2 separate regions of the Lactuca sativa genome follow, and region 2 is linked to region 1. A link is a contact called in public Hi-C data. All regions are on one chromosome and are shown on one strand. Each heading gives the region's core, a stretch centred on a gene start, on an enhancer-like site or on the middle of the called end of the contact. The rest is flanking DNA. Distances are from core to core; before and after follow the strand shown.

The links. A called contact is a pair of places that touch in the nucleus more often than the background predicts.
Region 2: a Hi-C map of bud shows a contact between it and region 1, with 6 times the contacts expected there. The contact joins the promoter of LOC111916670 here to the promoter of LOC111916666 in region 1. A contact is called at or near these places in 3 of 4 Hi-C or Micro-C datasets (bud, leaf and seed).

Annotation. Positions count from the first base shown.
Region 1 is chr1:72,515,510-72,521,355 of Lsat_Salinas_v11, forward strand. LOC111916666 (UPF0496 protein At3g19330) reads left to right here and starts at 2,614. Exons shown (of 3, transcript XM_023912339.3): 1 at 2,614-2,751; 2 at 3,067-3,184; 3 at 3,262-4,456. The coding sequence starts at 3,112. The coding sequence ends at 4,286.
Region 2 is chr1:72,659,552-72,665,639 of Lsat_Salinas_v11, forward strand. LOC111916670 (mRNA-decapping enzyme-like protein) reads right to left here and starts at 3,458. Exons shown (of 8, transcript XM_023912343.3): 1 at 3,184-3,458; 2 at 2,471-2,511; 3 at 2,345-2,394; 4 at 2,116-2,260; 5 at 1,840-1,890; 6 at 1,643-1,766; 7 at 1,082-1,558; 8 at 1-330. The coding sequence starts at 3,342. The coding sequence ends at 274. It overlaps LOC111916576 (casparian strip membrane protein 1), which reads right to left and starts at 5,024. Exons shown (of 3, transcript XM_023912236.3): 1 at 4,652-5,024; 2 at 4,400-4,523; 3 at 3,935-4,283. The coding sequence starts at 4,941. The coding sequence ends at 4,077.

The DNA.
Region 1 (5,846 bases), core at 1,364-3,863:
ATTTGCATAACAACATACGATCTAGAACGTTGGAAAGACAAAACGAATATGCTTTCTCTGTAATCATGACTTGGAAGGCACCAAGTTAACCAACACAACAAATGATAGTTGTTATTATATGTTAAATCCACACGATAATATGTATAATTTGGCACCATATACTGCATAAACATTGTTGATTCGCTCCCTCTACAATCGTCAATCCGTTACAACATGGACTCTGGAAAACTAATTTTATTAACTCCTTGAAAAACTAAACAATGTATTAAAATACAAATTGATAGTAAAACCATGAACTCATTGAAAAAAACACTTGAATTCATGTTCGACATATGAATCTAGAATGAAGGTATGTCCGGTATATACAATATGTCAGTCTAAAATGTACCTTTAGTTCGAGATGTCATATAGGAGATCATTATATGTCTTGTGTAAACAATTTTTTACTATTTAACACATAATTGATTGGTTTGAAATGATACTTTTTGGATTTGATGATCTTCTTGCAATTTGAGAAAGAAAAAGTTGGTCATTTTGAAAGAATCCCATATTTATAATGGTTATTTTTTGAATATCATTGATTTTTTTGCAAGTGTTTTAATTCTAGAAAATCAAATAATAACAACTTATCCAGTCAAATTATAATTTATGAACGACTCTAAAACTATGAGCGTGTTTGGCAAAAGTTGATGTTAGCCGGAAACTGGTAGCGTGTAGCAGGTAGTCGGAAGCGGGTAGTTGGTAGCGAGTAACTGGTAGTTGGAAGCTGTATGTTCTATTTTTTATATGAGTGTTTAGTAAAAGTAGCTGAAAGCTTTTGAAATATGTAAAATTACATAAAAGTACAATTTTTTAAAAATAAATTAATATATAACTATATTTTTAAGGGCAATTATTTAAAGTGATTTCAAAAGCTTAGTAGCGTTTTGTTAAACGCTACATGAAGTAGCTTTTATATTTTGTGTGTTTTATTTAAAGTAAAAGTTAAACGTTCGTATTGTAAAAAAAAACTTTTTGTTTAAACTAGAACGTTTTGTTAAAAGCTAGAAGCTAGAATCTCACAAACGTTTTGTGCCAACTGAATAACTAGCTTCAAGTTGATAAAACAATTATATTTCATAAAATTAGTTGAAATATATAAAATACCATACATAATAATAAACTCATTGAAACACTAGTCTAAATTATTTTTAAAATTATTATTTTACTGCCAAACATAACAATTTAAAAAAAAAAGAACTATGAATATATAGTATGTGTATGTCAAAAATAACCTAATAACAAATTAACAATCCATCAAAAACACCTTAATATCAGGGGAAAATGACTTTTGACGGTAATTCATTGTTGCGTTTGTTTTCATTTGGTCAATTTCCTTTTTTTTGTACTCAATATACCATTGAACTTGTAGTTTGTGTTCACCATAACCATTTTGACCGACTTTTGTCTTGTTATAGCCGGTCAAAAGGTTATGGTGAACACCAACAACAAGTTCGATGGATATTGAGTACGAAAAAAAAAGAAATGGACCAAATGAGAACAAACTCAACAGTTGGTTACCCTCTTCAGTTATTTTTCCCGAAAAGTTAAATGGAATTAAAGTTGCAAAATTATCAAAGACTGTAACATTCTTTCGCAATAATGTATATGAAGAGTGTTTTGGAGGGGTAACTTCGATAAAACATGGTCCATGCTATGCTTACTATGGTTAGTTGCCAACACCTCTCTACAAAAAGGATATGACTGTGTATGAGAGGTATATTTATCAGCAAAAACGTTTACCTCAAAGTATATTATGGTGATGTGTCTGTAAAAGTTGTATGATATTGTACATATTGATGTTATACCTTATCACATGAATTCGATCTTAAAGTTAAGTAAACAAAAAAATCACAACACTTGTGATTCCACCCGTTTGTAGACTTGTCTATAATCCATGATACGCTAAATCATTTGATTGGAAATGTAAATGTAGTCATGAAATGCACCTGCTTAGTCAAGATTCCCCTAATAAATATTCAAGTGCATTACAAAGTTGTACATGTATGAATAATGTTCTTTCGTGAGTTATGTTTTGAAGAGAAGCAAGAATAAATCTCATAAAGTCATTAATATCAACAGAAGATGATGTGAAATTTGTTGTAAATGAGTAAAAGGAAAGTGAATCAGGAGGGTAACCAACTATTGCATTTGTTCTCATTTGGTCCCTTTTTTGTATCCAATATATCATCGAACTTGTTGTTTGTGTTCATCATAATCCTTTTGACCGGCTTTTGATAGTCAATCAAAGGGTTATGGTGAACACAAACAACAAATTCGATGGTAAGTTGGATAAAAAAAACCAAATAAAACAAAAAAATAATTAGTTACCTCAAGAGTCATTTTCGGTAGTATTAGAACTAAATTCATATCCTAAAATTCCCATTTCATCTCTAATAGAGTGGAGTTCAAATCCTTGAAAACCCCTTTTCATAAGCAAAAACAACCTTCTTGTGCGACACGGTGGCATCGGGTCTAAAAATGGTGTTTTGGTCGTATCCACCGACGCGTAAGCAATTAGCTAGTAGCGCCATCGTCTTCGCCACCGGCGCGACACTCTTCGCTGCCGGTGCTTACCTGTCATTCGTTAATATAGCACCTCAGCAAGCTCGGGCCAAAGCTCGCTCCGATTACGTCAAATCCCGCCTCCGCAAGCTTCTCCAAGACGATTGATTCTAACTTTACGCCATCCTCTTCAGTTTATCAAATTAGGTATTTTCATACAATCTTATACCTCCTACTTGTTCTTCTCCCTTAACCAATACCCAATATTCTTCCGTATCCCACTGTTTCCTTCCAATTTGGGAGTTTATGCTAGGGTTTTACTTTCTGGTATGAATTTGTGTTTTTTCATCGCCGATTGAACCAAATCATAGTGATTACTTCGATAGTTTGTATCATTATCTGAGAAATGTCGAAAGGAAACACTTAATTTCCATTAGAAAAATATTTCAGGATATCATCTATCTACTCTAATTTTATAGAAGTCGATACGAATCAAGAACTTAACTTTTTCTCTTATTGCAGGTAGCATTTGTATCAAATAGTCGAATCTTATTACTTATAGTAGCCATGCTTTATTGTCTGAGATCATCACGAGCCACTACATCTGAAAACATTCATCCTAATCAACTACCATTACAGGGTATGCTTAAAAAACTTATATATTTTTGTCTTCGAATTAAATTTTCACAATCTAACATATTTTACAAAATCCAACAGATATAACTTCCAGATCAGGTTCTCAATCCTCCCCAACCCTAACCAACGAGTACACATCAGCATTACAAACAAGCTCCTACAGTGAAATACGCATTTTCCTCGACATAGAAACCGACCAATCCACACACGACCAACTTCTTGCCCAATACCTTCGCCCAAATGGCGAATATGTTGAAGAAATCTTAATTCTTCAACATGAGGAGCCCGGTTATGACAGTTTCATAACCGGGCTCCTCTGGTCATTCTTTGACCATAGCGAAAACAAGGCCCGTATGTGTCTTGACTTAAGTCAAGCAATCAGACGGGCCCGCTCGCTGATAACCCCATTACAGGACCTCCTCTTAGTTCTCCCGCTCGATTCCGATTCCGACTCTCTTTCCTCCCCTCAACGCACCCGCGCCTTCGACCTCCTTCTCAAATACGAACAATTAGAGAACCCGTTTCCCGACCCCGGGTCCCGCAACGTGCGGGGCATGCGCCATTGTTTTGCGGACCTCAACGAACAGCTCCAAATTCAAATCAACAAGTCAAACTCGCGTATCCGGTTCCTCCACCGGGCCGCCATGAGTTTTGCGGTTTGTTTAATTTTGACGACTGTCGGTGTTGTGGTGGCGGGAGTGGTGGTTGCGAGCCATGCGTTGGTGGCTCTTGGTGTTGCTACTTTGATTCCGGTGTGTGTTCCTTCTAAAATTGAGAAGAAAGAGCAATATAGATTAGCACAATTGGATGCTGCTCAAAGGGGGACTTATGTTCTTCATGAAGATATAATAACAATTGAAAGACTTGTGAATCATTTGTATTCGGATATTGAGGTTAATAAAAGGTTTATAAAGAGTGGGTTGTGGAGGGGGAAGGATATGCATTCGATTTTGGAGGTGTCAAGGCAGATAAAAAGGAGTAATGTGTCTTTTCAAAAGCAACTTACGGATCTTGATGAACATTTGTGTCTTAGTTTTGCTGCTATAAATCGTGCTAGATCTCACCTTATTCAAGCGATTAATGTTCGTAGAGATGATAGTTTGTAGACAGAGTTAGTGGAAATTGATTCATTGATTGCAAGAGGTATTCTTTCTATCTTTTATTTAATTTAAATTAGTGACTTGAAACTTAGAAAATGGTAGCTTTTGAGGAAACATATTGTTTTGGGGAACTCTTTATTATATTCCATTTAACAATGTTGATTATAGTTAGGTAACATTTGTGAAATTACTTTTACTGTTTGGTATGAGGGAATGTAATCATAAAAGAATGAAATGAACAAGGTATTATGGAATAAATATAGAAAAAAAAAGTTATTTTAAGAATTAATCTTATATCAGATAACGGTATATTGTTAAATTGACTACATATAAACATATTTTATGTCGTTTAAAATATATACTTTGTGTATTTAAAAAAAAGAAAAAAAAGTTATGTGAGTAATCAATGTTTCATTTTATTCATTTGTAGCAGACAAACATAAAATTTTATTTTCATTGACAAATAATAATGGAGTTACGACATTTGAAAAATCTTGAATGAACCATCTATAATAACAAGATCTTTGGCGTTCTAATTTCATAATGATAATTGCTCTTTATCGTTGATTTTTTCTATTCACAACTTTACGCCTTCCTTATTAGCTTAATCATTTAGGCATCTACATTTAATATTTACTCCTATAGTCCTATTTGTTCTTTTCCCTCGACCAATATAACATTTTTTGTTGTATATATATGTTTAGAAGTTATTTTTGTTGTATAATTAGTGGTTAAAGAACTTTGATTGGTGATCATACCAAACTATATTATTATTTGAAAAATGTCCAAAGGAAACATTTTGTTTACTTTAAGATTTTGTTACTATTTCTTTCTTTTTGTTTTGTTAGACTCCGTACTCTTGCTAGTTTCTGGCTAGTAGGTTGGTCGCTTTTTATATTAAATTTGCCGTTTTAAAAAGGAAAGCTTTAATTTTGGAAGTCAGTCTTTTATTTTAGGTATTGGTTTAACGTATGTAGAAGTTTTTTCGTATTCATGTGTTAAAAATGGTGTAATGATATTCAAAATTTTGGATGGTGTTCAAATTTTTTCGTAAGTTGTATTCGAACCTTGGAATGGTGTAATTAGGATTTTGGTATGCTCCCATTTGATTGAAGTGTTCGATGTATGTGCTATAAATGATTGGGAACTTTTTCAAGAGAAAATATATGCTTAATAACTAATTTCCTCCCAAGAAGTCACTGTGGAAGTTGGACAAAGCGGACTTATCACTCATATTGGGCTTAGATGAAACGGCCTCATGAGATTCAATTACCTAAAATTCTTAGATTACACTAAAATCATCAAGGTTTCTCCATAATTTAATATAATATTATATTTTCCAAAATATACAAACCAAATTTACGAAGAAATGAAAGTCTCAAAAAAAAAAAAAAATTGAAATTTCATCTTAATACAACTACTTCCAAATACTTGAGAATCGGAGTGTCCTAATGATAAAAGCATTTGAATACAGAATAGAGTACACAAATATTATATATAGTTATACACGTAATTTCAAATACTAATCTACTACTAATACTTCCACACCATTACAACTTAAAAGTA
Region 2 (6,088 bases), core at 2,208-4,707, 140 kb after region 1:
TTAAAAAGCATAATGAAAACTTATATACCAACCAAGATCCAATTCACAAAACCCAAAAATAAACCAGACTAAATACACACAACTCTACATAAAAACACCCAAAAGTTCATATATATCATATATATCGACTCCAACCAACAACTTCCAACTTCCTATTTCTATCAAAAAAACAAAACAAAACAAAACAACATGGCATCATCAATCAAGACTCACATCCAACAATTGGGGTGCAAAAAAACATAATTCGCATATCGACTGACTCAGTGACTATAATCATTGTTGGTGTACTTTCTGTAATGCTTGGTGGAACAAATCAATGAACTGATTATCCTGCACATCATAATTTATACCAATGATTTAAATACAACTTGATAAAAAAATTAAGTATATTACAAAAAATGGTCCATGTGTTTTATAATTTTTACTGTGTTTCGTCCAAAATTGAAACCTTTTCCAAATTGGGTTCTTATTTCAAGGTTACATATCGATTTTGATCCCTGGATCCTTGAAACAAAGACCAAACTCAGAAAGTCCCAGGGACCAAAAGTGATACAAAACCATATTGATAAGGACCAAAACTGAAAAATGTTTTTATTTTGGAGTAAAAATTAGAAAGCATATGGACCATTTTGTAACTTACTTTAGATTTTAATACCGCGTGTAATCCAATATTGAAACATTTTTCAATTTTGGTCCTTATTTCAAGGTTTCATATCTCGCTTTTGGCCCCTAATAAAGACCAAAATCGATACAAAAACTTGAGATAAGAACCAAAACTGCTTAATTTTGGACTAAACACAATAAAAATCAGAAAAAAGCACATGGACCGTTTTCATAATTTAATTTATAGATTTTAATACTCGTTTGTAGTCCAATACTGAAACATTTTCAAATTTGGTCCTTATTTCAAGGTTTTATATAAACTTTTGGCCCCTATAACCATACAATAAAGACTAAAATTGACATAAAAACTTGAGATAAGGACCAAAACTGAAAAATATTTTTTAATTTTGGACTAAACACGGTAAAAGCCAGAAAAACACATACGATTTTTGTAACGTAGTCTAGAATATTTAGATACCTGGGCAAGCATTAGAAGGGCATCACGGACTTTTTCCCTGCTGAATGATCCATAATTTGGAGAAGAACTGGAACCAGGGGTAAGGGAAGGGGGTGGGGTGGGTGGGGGGAATGGTTGGAGCAATGGAATCCCATGGCTACGCGGTTGAACAGGAGCCCCTGGAATAGATGGTGGAATGGAATGTGTCATCAACGGAGTTGGAGTTGGAGTTGGAGAGGGTGTAAAAAAAGAAAGGGGTTTGATAAGATTAGTGACACGTGTACTGTTATTGTTGATGTTGTTGACCTGGTCTTGACTTTCATGGAGTGGGATTCCGATTCCGGAGGTTGATGAAGGAAAGGATGGCATTTGGAGTGGCGTATGGTTGAGTGAAGGGGAAGATGCAACACGGGAATGTAATGGAATTGATGTGGAGGTGTGGTATGGTGGAATGGAATTGACTGAGTTGGATGGATGGTGTCCTAGATTCATGGTATTCTGAAGGAAAGGAATTAGTTATTAACGTATAAAATAAAAGGAAAAATTATAGAAAAACCATTATGTTGATGAAATAATACATACACCAAAGAAGTTTGCAAATGAAGAATCTTCAGGGATATCTGTGGAGCTTGAAGTGGTAAATGGTGGTTCTAGTGGTCCTTCAATTACTGAAGATGTGGGTACAGCTTCAAGTTCCTCAAATTCACTACATATATAAAACTTTAATTATAGTTATTGTAAATAAATTTTAATGAAATAGTGAAAATAGTATTGGGTACCTTTTGTTTACTTTTGGTTTGAGAGGGACCTTTGAATATGCACCGAGTATCCTGAATAAATCAATAAAAAAATGTGTGTGATTATGATATTCTTAAGCCATTGTATTCCTTCTTCAATTCCATTATACTAAAGTAGCAATAAAACTTATACTCTTCAACAATCCAAACATAAAGTTCACAACTTTAAATATCTCTAGAGTTTGATAGCTCAATTCCAACTCATAACACTCTATATGCATATTCAAGATATTAAGAAAAAGGAGGAGAAATAAATACCTTGTAAAAAGATTTGCAACATCCTCACACTCACGTGGATTGTAGAACCAAATACCATTGACCTCTTGAGCAGGATTTCTATACAGGAGATATGGAACTTGAAGTTCATACTCAAAATCCCCTAAAAGATCCTCAACTAGATTTTCTGTGGAATGTTAATAAAATAAAATATGTAAAACAAAATATAAAAAGTAGAGTGCCTCAATTAGAAAGGTGGAAGGAAGCTTGCCTGTATTTCGCCGATTCATTACTATAAATTGAAACCTTGGTTGGGCATTCCTGCAATTAGATCTAAATAAGAATCCATATTTTTGTTTATAATCAACAAAATAGCATTGTTCACAATGACAACAACCTTTTAACCACAAAGAGAGACCCTTCAACATCCTTTCGACTCTGAAAAAGTATAAAAAAGTTAATAACACCATTGATGAATGAATTATATAAGTGATCAGAAATATCATAATCTGTGTTGTTTGTATAACTATAATATATTAACATATTCTTCTCCAATGATCTGGTGTGAGGTGCCTGGAGTCTAAAGAGAACAGCTTTATAATTACATTACTATTGTCTGTTGGCTATATGTTATCTGTTCACAAAGGTAGAATTCTAATTCTCTGTATAATGGAGTGATCCTCGATATTGGCTGTTGAATAATATAATATACAATGAGATAATTTTTCATTACATTTGATATGTGAAAAATGTTATTTTGGATATGATGCCATAAAATGTAAGTAATCCAGGTTCGAAGTCTAAGATCCCTAGTTCCATTTTAGTGTTTCCCCCAAATACTTCCTCTAAATCTGTCGTGCATCAACTTAAATCAACTCATCCCTGCTCAAACATTTAGCCAAATAACAAACAAATCAAATAAACAAATACATAATCAACAAATACCATGAACTGCATTCGAAAACCTAATGCCGATATTGTCGTATCGCGTCAGAACCCTAATTAATCGTATATAGCTAACGTTTACCATTGTTCTAGTGCCGTTTCACGTACGAATCCTATCGAAAAAGCTAAATGAATCAAAATTAAAACAGAAAAAGAAATCCTAACCCATTGATTGAGGTCAACGTTGAATTCGTAAAAGGTAACATGAGCGGCGGTGATTAAGATCTCCTCAATGTAAGGATCCATTCTCTGAAGTACAGTAAGGTTAAGGATTTTTGTACTGTTTTGATCCAGATTGGGCATCAATTTGCCATTTTGAGACATCTTCTCTCTCTGATGAATTCGATCGAAATCAATCCAACCCCTCCAAGGAAACCCTAAACCCAAGCGAGAGCGAGAGAGAGAGAGAGAGAGAGAGAGAGTAATCTGATAAGAAAGTCGGTTATATGATTTTTGTTGGCGCTAAATAGTCCATGAATTTTTATACTTTATCGACATTTGTCGTGTTTATAAAACCTTATTTTTTATTTTGGATTATTTAGTAATAACTAATAAGACGCTATTTATAAAAAAGTTTGTTTGTTTGTTTTTTTAATCTTAAACTAATACGTATAAGAAATTTTTGTGTTTTTCTTGAGATTCATGTGAAAGCATAGAAAAACCATTTTTGTCGAATTTATAAATGTATCAAAGGGACCACAGTCCACACTTATAAATATAAAAATAACAAGTGTATAATTTCTAAAAAATCACATTTCTAAGTAGTTGAAATTTACAAATTATGCATTAATTGATGATGAAATTTAGGGTTTTGATTATTTTGACAAGCAATTAATCGGTTTTTTTCAAGAAATATAATATATGGTTTATATGTTAATTAAACCACATTTATATCACCACATTCTTGAACATTAAGTTTTGTTGTTAACAAACAACTAGATCAATTCCATTGATAAACAACTTTACAACAATTTCAATTCACACTCATATCGATCAATGTTGAAACACAAATCATGAAAATGACAAACTATGCAACCATGAAGAACATTTCGTGTTTTTTAAAGAGAAAATGCAGATAAAACGATCAAGCACATGAGGACAACAACCGCTAGAAAAGAAGCCACCACTGCCCCACTAATTTCCTGACAAAAATCATTAAATTGTTGACAAATCGCTGGCCAATTTGCATCTGAATTTCCGTTATGGGCCAAGTAGACTATGGATGCAGCACCACCGGCTGCCGATGTTGTCAAAGCAACCATAACCTATCATAAATATTCCACTAGTTAATAATTATATGGTAATACTTATAGTAAAATAAAGAATGAATAATATAAAAGTGACACAAATGTATAATATCATAGTATTAAAAATGTCTTACGATGTCAAGGAAGATAAGAAGCACCCTTGGAGCCACCAATTGAGGACGAATAATGCATACAATTGAGATAGGGATCGAGAGGGCTAGGTAGGCAGCAGTGATGGCATTAGCAATCACAAAAAATCTGTCATACATAATATAATATATTGATATTAATATCGTAGATTTTTTTAGTAGAGAATATATTATAAAGTAAATAAAATTGAAGTTGTGTAAAAAATTTAGTCGGTTTTATTTTTTATTATGACTTACGTAAAAGCTGGTAGATCATCAAACTGAGCTTTGAATTGGAAAAACTGAGTGAAGAAAGGGAGAGTTTGGTCTGTAGACCCCATGGCTATCGCAGCTCCTAAAGCAGCTCCGATACCAGCTAGCCTTAGAACCACATCAAATACAGCTAACCCTCTTTTGTACCCTCCCTTAGGAGCCTTTTGAACAATTGGTTTGATGGTACTTGACGATGGTGGTGCCAAAAGTGGTGCCTTCCCTTTCCTTTCCTTGGGTGTCTCGGTAATGTTGACTGCGGTTGACTCGCCTTCCATTTTGGAGAGAGAAAGAGAATGATAAAATGTGATGTAGAGAGAGAATGTGAATAAGGGAGAGGTGTTGAAGGTGATGAGAGAATGTTGAGTGGAAGAATGTATATATAGGAGATAGATTAATGAAGAGTAGGTTAACCGATTTGTGTTAGAAAATATAATGGAGTTTGGAGGAATAGAGAGTGGTTGGTACCTTTTTCTTTTGTTTTGTGGAAGAACAGTTTTTTTTTTTTTTTTTTTTGGAACATATGATCGTAAAATGATAATGATAATAATCTTATTATTAATTATGTAATAATGTTAATATATGAAGTAAATTCAATGTTCATCAAAACATCTGTAGTCAAATCACGGCAAGAAGATGACGAAAATGATAATTTAATGGAGATGATGTGGATTATGCAAATAGTTGTGATTAATATATCTTTTCATGCAAATATGTAATTCACACATATAAAATTTTTAATAAAAAGAAACTAAATAAACCCTATATTATGTTTTTTTATTTACAAGATCCAATAGAACAATCAACAAAATAGATGTAAAGTACATAGAAATATCATCATAATGTTTTCATGTATGTCTTTCGTTTTTATTAGATTAAAACAATTATTATTTTACGCAAATATATTGTAACGAGATGTGCATATAACAAAAGAAAGTCAACTAAATACCAAAATTTTTATCCCAAAATCAGTCAACTAAACAACTAAATCTTCCCTGCTCCATTTATGTATGATGGAAGGGAATACCGTATACCACCTAAACACTTTTCTCTATGCTATCTTTTTGTTATTAGAGAGGATAAATAAATAATGTAGCATATTTATTTTTAATATATTTTTATTCTAAAAAACTTCTTTTTAAAACCAATAGTTAAAAATCTGGGTTATTCGATTAAAATCAATAAAATACAGTTTCCTTCATAATCGTGTATGTATATTTAGACATTAATTATATAAATTTTAATGATCAAAATTAAATGAATCTTGATCAAAAAAAAACATATGAGAAATGATGTTTTAAACATTCGGTTCAAGAAATCAAGTGATTTTTAAAGAGATGAAACCGGGTATAGAGGAATTCAACAAAAGAATGGTATTGATCAAAATAGATAGTGTTTTTTAATGTGTGTGGACATCTAATGTGT